Regions from separate parts of the Mus musculus genome. Here all the other regions are linked to region 2. Evidence: chromatin contacts called from public promoter capture Hi-C data. All regions are on one chromosome and are shown on one strand. The core of a region is the stretch at or near the end of the contact, and the rest is flanking DNA. Distances in the headings are between cores, read along the strand shown.

Evidence for each region. Promoter capture Hi-C pulls out the DNA fragments that hold promoters and counts their contacts.
Region 1: a contact with region 2 is called in a promoter capture Hi-C map of liver, with 2.0 times the contacts expected there. The contact joins the enhancer-like site here to the promoter of Lyve1 in region 2. A contact is called at or near these places in 7 of 39 promoter capture datasets (cranial neural crest, hippocampal neurons, liver and 3 more).
Region 3: a promoter capture Hi-C map of stem cell-derived epiblast-like cells shows a contact between it and region 2, with 2.6 times the contacts expected there. The contact joins the enhancer-like site here to the promoter of Lyve1 in region 2. A contact is called at or near these places in 4 of 39 promoter capture datasets (hippocampal neurons, liver and stem cell-derived epiblast-like cells) and 2 of 115 datasets of contacts at active chromatin or transcription factors (the 230-238 cell line and pancreatic cancer cells).

The regions. Positions count from the first base shown.
Region 1 is chr7:110,270,915-110,273,914 of GRCm38.p6, forward strand. Swap70 (SWA-70 protein) reads left to right here. Exons shown (of 12, transcript NM_009302.3): 8 at 2,346-2,453. Among named protein-coding and RNA genes, the nearest start is that of Gm32861, 16 kb to the right of the region's middle. Within about 2 kb of position 1,482, at least 42 of the 459 cell types and tissues checked have an H3K27ac peak or open chromatin away from gene starts, as enhancers often do. A contact at or near this core is called in liver, where this site is marked.
Region 2 is chr7:110,861,313-110,864,366 of GRCm38.p6, forward strand. Lyve1 (lymphatic vessel endothelial hyaluronan receptor 1) reads right to left here and starts at 1,641. Exons shown (of 6, transcript NM_053247.4): 1 at 1,472-1,641. The coding sequence starts at 1,556.
Region 3 is chr7:110,115,535-110,118,239 of GRCm38.p6, forward strand. No RefSeq gene overlaps it. Among named protein-coding and RNA genes, the nearest start is that of Wee1, 5.2 kb to the right of the region's middle. Within about 2 kb of position 1,252, at least 78 of the 459 cell types and tissues checked have an H3K27ac peak or open chromatin away from gene starts, as enhancers often do. A contact at or near this core is called in stem cell-derived epiblast-like cells, where this site is marked.

The DNA.
Region 1 (3,000 bases), core at 232-2,731, 590 kb before region 2:
CCATGTATTTCTTCAAGTATTTTTGCTCCCTTTTTACTTGTTCCACATGCTGTTGAACAGAATATTGTGTGTAACAGTCACCAGATTCTCTGATGCTGTTTATTTTTCTTGTTTTTCTGTCCTTCTGACTGTATAATTTCTGTGTATCTCTTTAGTAGCCCAAAGAGATTGTTGAGCCCCTCTAGTTGATTCTTTTTTGAAATAAGATCTTGAAGTCCTGGCTAGCCTTCAACTCTCTACATAGGGAAGTTGGCCTTGAACGTCTGCTCTTCCTCTTGCAGCTTCCAGTTCAGGAGTCCTAGGTGTGCTCCAGCACACCACGCCCTGGCTTCCTAATGCTGTGCACGCTGTGCACGGCGTGCACACCGTCCTCTAGAAGACTTACTCTTCAGTCGGTTCTTGAACATTGCAGCTCATCATTCTCCATTTGGTTCTTTTATATTAGCCTCTTTGGCCCTTGGTCTTGGGAAGATTATATGCCCAGTACAGGGGAACGCCAGGGCCAGGAAGCGGGAGTGGGTGGGTTGGGGAGTAGGGCAGGGGGAGGGTATAGGGGACTTTCAGGATAGCATTTGAAATGTAAATGAAGAAAATATCTAATAGAAAAAACTGAAATGGAAAAAAATTAATTAGCCTCTTTATTGATATGCTTTCTCCACTTGACCGAATATTGTTATTCCTTCTATTATATCTCTAACTGTGACTTCCTGTCATTCTTTTATAGTATATTTATTGTAATGGCTTTGTAGATATGCTCCTGTGCTGCTTCAAAGGCTGTGCCTGTTGACTGTTTTCCTACATAGGGGTTACACTTTCCTGTTTCCTCATACTTTTTTTTTTAGTTGAAAACTGGATGTTTTAGAAGATAAGGTGGTGTGGGAACTATGGATACTGATCCTGACACCCCTACCCGAAGCTTGCCATTGTGTGGTTATTTATTTAGTAGTGACTTGGCTGGACTATTTCCTGGACCCCCGAGGCCTTCAGTCTGCTCCTTAGGGCAGCAAGCTGGGGTGTGCGCAGCCACAGTCACCTGGCATGACCCTCCACACGGCTCTCCTCTTCTCCCTGTAGACTTTCCTTCCCGTCACCCCTGACTGACCGCTAGAGTTCACTGAGTTCTGGATGTTTGCTATGATTTCCGCAGTGCCTAGGAATGAAGCAGCCTCAGTCTGAGGTTAAGTTCAGACCCGTGTCCTCTCAAGGCCAGTCTTAGAGAGGGCTCTGCCTAGCCAGACCTTCCTGCTTCTGTCAGGCTTAACTAATCTGGTTGGTTTGCTTCCCGGTGGGACTGCTCTTAATCACTGCCCAAATCTCCTTTGTATGCCTTACATAGCAAAGTTATGTTTGGTGAGCGCTGCAGTGCTTGCTTTTCTCCTTGAGCGAAACTTCCCTGGAAGGCTGGGTGCGTGGGTGCTAGGGACCTATAACCTCAGCACTTGGAAGGCTGAAGCAGGAGGATTGCAAGTTGTATGAGCTTGTGTGGAGACAGCAGCACATACTTGGAGCCATCCACAGTCCTGCCTTAAGAGCAGAGGGCACCGCCTGCTGTCACCTCTGTTTCCTTCTCCCCCTGTGGAGCTTTTGCCCAAGTGAGTTTAGACCTGTCTTCTCTGCCTGCCAGCCTTGACCCCAGTGAAAACCCAGCAGCAGCTCTTCCCTTACCCAGCCTGGGCTGTGAGCAGAGGACAGAGGGCGCCCTTGTCTCAGCTTTCTTCTGCCAGGAGTGGCATTTCCTTCTTGCCTGGGGGAGGGGAGGGGGTGCCTGAAACACCACAGCCTTTTTGTTTTCTGTGTATTTGTTTGTTTGTGTTTTGCCTTTTGTCCTTTGAGGGTGGAATGGATCAACTTTGGGGCCTTGTGTATGCTGGGCAAGCACTCCACCGCTCAGGTACAGCTTCAACACGCTAGGATAATCTGCAAGCTTTAATGTGGTTTGTTTTTTTAAACCAGTTGTTCTTGGAGGGGGTTGAGGATGGGTGGGGGTGGGGGTTGAGGAAGCTCCCTGTGTCACCTGCCTGGAAGCTGAGCTGTGGTAACGAGTAAGGAATAGTGTGGTGGGAGACAGCACTGTATAGAAAGCTCCAGAACTAGGTCAGACTATGAGCATAGTTGCAAGTGATAATGATCCAGTGGTCTCCTCGGATTCTCTGTGTACAGTGTTTAGCATCGAGTCATTTGTACCGGATTTGTTTTATGCGCTGACTGGGCAGACTGGTCTCATAGCTTTTATTTAATTTTTATTAATTTAGTAATTTTATTAATTTTTGTTATATGCTTAAGCAAGAATTTCTCTTCCGCTGTAACAATCTTGCTTTTCTGGGGATGGGCTTCTGACTGATTAGAAACTGGAGGAAGCAGCCTCTCGTGCGGCAGACGAGGAAAAGAAACGCTTGCAGACTCAGGTGGAGCTACAGACCAGGTTCAGCACGGAGCTGGAGCGGGAGAAGCTGGTGAGTCTGAGAACCGCTGCCTCAGCTCTGGAAGGCCTGGCTGCTACTTCATCCTGGCTTTGCTGTGCCTTGGGTGGCTGCTGGGGGGGTTGTGTGCTTGTTTGTGCGTTATCCTTTATTAAGCATTTTCTGTGTACCAGAGAGGTAGAGGGAAAAGATGGGTGCCTTGTTTTCCACACCCCTAAGCAGAATTGTATGCTGTGGGGGTGATAAATGCTTAGTTAGTATGGTTACATGTCTTCATTTGCTTTGAGGTGTCCCTGTCATCCTGAGGCAGCCAGGATCCTTTTCATTCTCAAAAGGCTCGTGGTATGGACAGTGACTAGCTGTGAAAGAGTAAGCCTAAACCCACAGCATTTCTCCTCTGTAGTGAGGAAAGTGAACACAGACGTCTGAGCTCAGGGTGCTGCTCTGACCACGCCAAGGTCCAGTTGCTCTGTGGAGCCAGATGGTTACTGGAGCACACGTCTCTCATGGAATGCTGCTGTGCTGAGCCCTGTGCCTGAACAGGGTCTGCTTAGAGGCGAGATTCCTGTTTGTGTTCAGG
Region 2 (3,054 bases), core at 391-2,890:
GCACGGAGACTGTTTTTTCCCACATAGGAAATGTTTTCTGACAGAGGAGTCAGTGCGACTCTACACACGCTCCATTCTGACTCTCTCTGTAACAAGCCTTTTAAGAAGTTCCTGTCTGCACCCACTGCTCACCTCAGCACCACTGAGGCCAGCTGGATGATGGTAACTTTCTACTCTTTGCAAGAACTTAATTTCCTTAGGAAACAAAATGCCATTGTTGAGGAGGAAGCAAATAGTGTGGCAGGGGTCTAAGAGCGAGGGATGTGGCTCAGTTTGGAGTACCTGTCTAGCAGGCACAAAGCCTGAAATTCATGCTTTGTCACAGCGTGGGACTGAACACGACACTCTTGTAATCCCTACATCTACTGTGTGAAGGAAGAAAGGATCACTTCAAGATCACTTTCAGCTACATAGTGAACGTATGGCTAGCCTGGGCTACAAGAGACCCCCCCCCCCCGCCAAAAAAAAACCCCAAAGCATAACAAACAAACAAACAAACAAACAAACAAAAAAACCTTCCAAAATAATTGGTGTAATTGTAGCACTGTGGACTGTGGGGTGTGTGTGTGTGTGTGTGTGTGTGTGTGTGTGTGTGTGTGTGTGTGTGTTTGTTGTGTGTATGGCCTCCTGATGGCATTGCTAAGAGGACCAGGTTTATTTTAAAGTGACAGTTCTGGTATTGGTGGGGGGGAGGAGGCATAATCATCTACTCTAATCTCTCATAAAAGTCAAATCCAGCAATATATGAATCAACTCCGAACATCTGATCCTGATATGTCTCCTGTTTCAGGGCATCTTCAGCAGAAGGGTTCTCTTTAATGAACCTGTTACTTCACTTGCCCAGGACAGTAATAAGTGGTTTGTGATTTCAGCGTTTTTCCTACTATGCCAAATGAGGTCTCCATGAACGCAGCCCACAAACACAGAAGCAACTGGAGTCCCTCCCTTCACAGCTGCTGATGGGAAACATTTAAACCCAAATTGTCAGTTAATTCCCTGCAGATTAAAGTTACTGCAGATTAAAACATTGCATTCCTCTAGTGGCAGAATATCCTTGCGATTAAAGCAATTATATTAACAGAGTAGTATAAAGTGGGCAGGATTTAATAAAATATACCCATTTTTCCTTGGACTTGATGACTGCTTTCAATGTTCATAACCTTGGTTTGCTCCTTGAATAAAATCCTTTAAAAACAAATGACTTCTCATTTTTAAAAAAAGTCAAATTATTATCGTTAAAAACTTTCCATAACCCCAAATAAAATTCTAAGTGATGTCAAGGTGAGTGTGAGTCATTTGGAGAGTCTGCAGTGCAGTCAAACCTCTTTGGGTAAGCAATAAGATCCACTCAATCTGATAACCTCACAAGTCTCCTCCATTCCCAACAGTCCATGGTCAAGAGCAGGGGGAGCCTTGGACGCTTCCCAAGCCCTTGTGTAGCCTCCGTGTAGAAACCTGGTAAGACACCTACCTTGCACGAGGTCGGCACCTTGGACTGGGTGCCTAGTGGTCCAAATAGAGGCGAGGAGTAACACCAGGCTAGTGTGCTGGAGCATTGTGCAGATCCCTCCGGGGCACTGTGGCTGGCCACCCGCAGTAAGGGAGACAGATGTTCAATCACCAAGCTGGATGGAGAGTTCTGGAAATAGGCTGAGGATTTCCCTGCTTTCAAGCTTCTGATTTGTCAAAATCACTGGAGGAAATGAATGACATCCCTTGAACGCCCAGGCTGTACTTTGTGGATGGCTTTCTGGAACATTTAGCTAATGCTGACTCAGAAAGCACACGGGTGAGGAAGGCAGATAGCACTGTGTCAGCTGCTGAAGATTTCCCCAGTTCCCATATTCCCCTGTGGACTCAGTTCCCACACTCTCCAGTGTGATGCTTTGCGGAGCCCATTCATTCATGTCCGCCCGTGACTGGCTCTGCCGCTAAGAGACTGAAGATGGATTGTGTTTCTTTTCCTTTGTACAAGCAGTGCCCACCACCTCTCAGATGCATTGCCTTGTAATGTGTAAGGAAATAATAGTGAGGCTTAGGATAGTGACTGCTCATAAAAGCACCACTCCTTCCTTTGGAACTTCTTACATACACGGGACAGATCAACATTGCTAGGAGATTCATTTTTCAGAGAGACAAGACTCATAAAAGTCTTATCTGGAGCTGAAACAGTGGCTTAACAGTTCAGAGCATGGGCTGCCCTTCCAGAGGGCCTGAGTTTGGATCCCAGAACCCACACTGGGCAGCTCATAACCACCTGGAATTCCAACCCCAGGGGATTTATGCCATCTTCTAATTTCTGCAGACACCCACGCTCATTGCACATACCCACTCACAAGTATGCATACAGATTAATAAATCATTTTTAAAATTCACAGTTATAAAACATAAGTAACAAACCATTTATTTTTTTAAAAAAATTAGACACTTTGCACCTTACAAAAGGAGTTTTGATTTGTGTAACAGTGATCACCACAGGGATTATTGTGTCACAGTTCCCACAGTTACTTTTCGCTGGGTGCTGGTGGAATTCATCTTAGACTCCAACGTCTTCATGTGACACATATGACAGACAGCCACACTGTGTTAAATCAGAATGCACTCTGTATCTCCAAGCGGGGTTTTCAGTGGTTCTTCTTCAATAATTACAGTTGGAGCTCTGGAGTAACGCCTGGAGCAAAGGGCTGTGAGTTTTCCTCAAAAGTAAGTGTCCTTTATGGGAGTGGTAGTGTGTGTGTGTGTGTGTGTGTGTGTGTGTGTGTGTGTGTGTGTCCATATGTGGCTATGTGTACATGAGTGCAAATACCCAGGAGACCAAAAGAGGGTATCAGACCCTAAAGAGCTGGGGTTACACATAGTTATGAGCTGCCTAACATGGATGCTGGGAACTGAACTCAGGTCCTCTGCAAGAACAGAACTTAATTTTAAATACTGAGCCATTTGCCCAGTGTTGCCTATTTAATTCAACACTCGAATCACATGGATAATTACTTAATTGTACTGGTACAGACGTAGATACATGTGCAAAAAATGCCAGTAATGAGACTCTATTCT
Region 3 (2,705 bases), core at 2-2,501, 750 kb before region 2:
CTTTGGAAGAGCAGTCGGGTACTCTTACCCACTGAACCATCTCACCAGCCCCCCATTTTTTAAAATATGTATTTATTTATGCATATGAGTGTTCTGTTTTGCATGTGTGTCTGCATGACAGAAGAGGGAATCAGTTCCCATTACAGATAGTTGTGAGCCACTTTGTGGGTGCCAGGAATTGAACTCAGGACCTCTGGAAGAGCAGCTAATGAACCATGTCTTCAGCCCCAACTTTATTTTTTTTAATTATTATTTTACTTTATGTATATAAGCAGGGTTTTTGTTTTGTTTTCCCTGCATGTATGTCTGTAAACTACATGCATGCCTGGTGTCTCTGCAGGCCAGAAAGGGTGTCATATCTTCAGGAACTGGAGTCACAGTTGTGAGCTTCCATGTGGATGCTAGGAAAAATGCTTTTTCCTTTTGGAAAAGCAGCCATTGTTCTTGACTACTGAGCCAGTCTCTTTAGCTCTAACACAGAACTGTTTCTGCAATTCTGAATTTTGACTAACGAAGCTTTAAACAAATTACATTAAGTTTTTTATTATTATGATTTATTGTATGTGTGGGGGGGGGAGTGCACAAGCCAAGGTGCATGTGTAGAGGTCAGAGGACAACTTGGAATTTGTTTTCTCCTTCACTCCAGGAGGTACTAGTGATTGAACTCAGTCATCAGGTTTGGTAGTAAGCACCCTTACCAGTTGGGAGTTCAGGATAACTTTGGTTCTTTCCTTTCATAGGTGAGTCCCAGGGCTTGAACTCAGGCCCCAAGGAAGCCTTTTTTTTTTTAAAGATTTATTTATTTATTTATTTATTTATTTATTTATTTATTTATTTATTACTTGTAAGTACACTGTAGCTTCAGACATACCAGAAGAGGGCATCAGATCTCATTACGGATGGTTGTGAGCCACCATGTGGTTGCTGGGATTTGAACTTCCGACCTTCGGAAGAGCAGTCAGGTGCTCTTACCCACTAAGCCATCTCACCAGCCCCCAAGGAAGCTTTAAAAGAGGAAAACACAACAGAACAAAAACTCTAGAAATCTATCAGAGGTGAACTATTTCTCCAGGGCTTAAACACAAACTAGAAAAGACTGCTTTTTGGAAAGCCCCTCTAGTCTCATGAAATATTCCTCTGATTACATCACTGAGAAAAAAAGATAGTTCTTAGTTCTGAAGAACTTAGTCTGGAGGGCAGAGCTTATGTTAATGAGAACAGGCCTGGACTCATGTGCTGTCCTGCATTTAAAGTACTGGAGAGGGTGTCTCTTGTCTCAACTAAAATGGGACAAGGAAAGTGAATGAGCCAGTAGGGGCATTCAAGGCTTTTATCTGCTAAGTCATTGGTCTAAGGAGGATAAACAAATTGTTCTCCCTCCTGCTAAATTCTTCCCTACTGTTTTTTTGTTTTGTTTTGTTTTGTTTTGTCCCTCAGCTAACTGTACCCAGAGTGTGAGTCTGCAGCAGTTGCCAAGCAACATTACTGTTAGGAACAACTGGGTGGGGAGAGAACTGGAGATTTGACTTCTCTAGCCTGGGGCAAGTGGGTGGAACCCTCCCGTCTAGTACATTTTGTACTGTACTTGGAGGAGCATGCAATTTTAAAAATCAGAATTGTTTCAGTTAGATGTTGCTGAAATTAAACCATAACATCATGCCCTGTGCTTAGCTGGAGGGAGTGGGGCCTGGGTAGCTTAGTCATTTGGGGACTTCTGTCACAAAGATCATCACTAGATTTTCCTTTAAAAAGTTCCTGGGATTAAAGTCAATGGAGTTGTAGAAACAAAACTTGGTTCCAGGCCAGGGTGGAAGAGAACAGACAAATGAACATCAGGCAAAAGAAAGTCACACACTGGTTTTAACAGACTGGCGCGCGCGCGCGTGTGTGTGTGTGTGTGTGTGTGTACTGGAGGTCACCTCACAAGTGCTAGGTGAGTGCTCTACCATTGAGCAGTATCTCTGATAACATTTCATAATCTATATAAGAGCACATTGTACATCAATTTAACATTACACTTTAACATTACTGAGTCCTGTGCTTTTTTTTTTTAAGATTTGTTTATTTATTATATGTAAGTACATTGTAGCTGTCTTCAGACACTCGAGAAGAGGGAGTCAGATCTCCTTACGGATGGTTGTGAGCCACCACGTGAACTCCAGACCTTCGGAAGAGCAGTTGGTGGGTGCTCTTACTCACTGAGCCATCTCACCAGCCCTACTGAGCCCTGTTGTTGTTGTTTTTCTTTTTTTGGTTTTTGGTTTATCGAGACAGGGTTTCTCTGTGTAGCTCTGGCTGTCCTGGAACTCACTTGGTAGACCAGGCTGGCCTCGAACTCAGAAATCCACCTGCCTCTGCCTCCCAAGTGCTGGGATTAAAAGTGTGCTCCACCACCACCCGACTCTGAGCCCTGTTTAAACATTTATTTCTAAAGACAGACTCACATAACCCAAGCTAGCCTCCCATTCTCCGGCCACTACTTCCCAGGCACATACTTCCCAGGAATGCAGGTATGTGCTGCCACACTCAGCTCAGGCTATCAGGGATTGAACCCAAAGCTTCACACATGTTAAGCAAGAACTCTACCAACTGAGCCACATCCCTAGTCTATTTGGCTTTTTTGCACAGGGTCTCTCTTTTGGCCCAGGATGCCATTGCATTTTCACGGATCTTCTCCTTCCACCTCAGTTTCCAAGGTGCTAGAA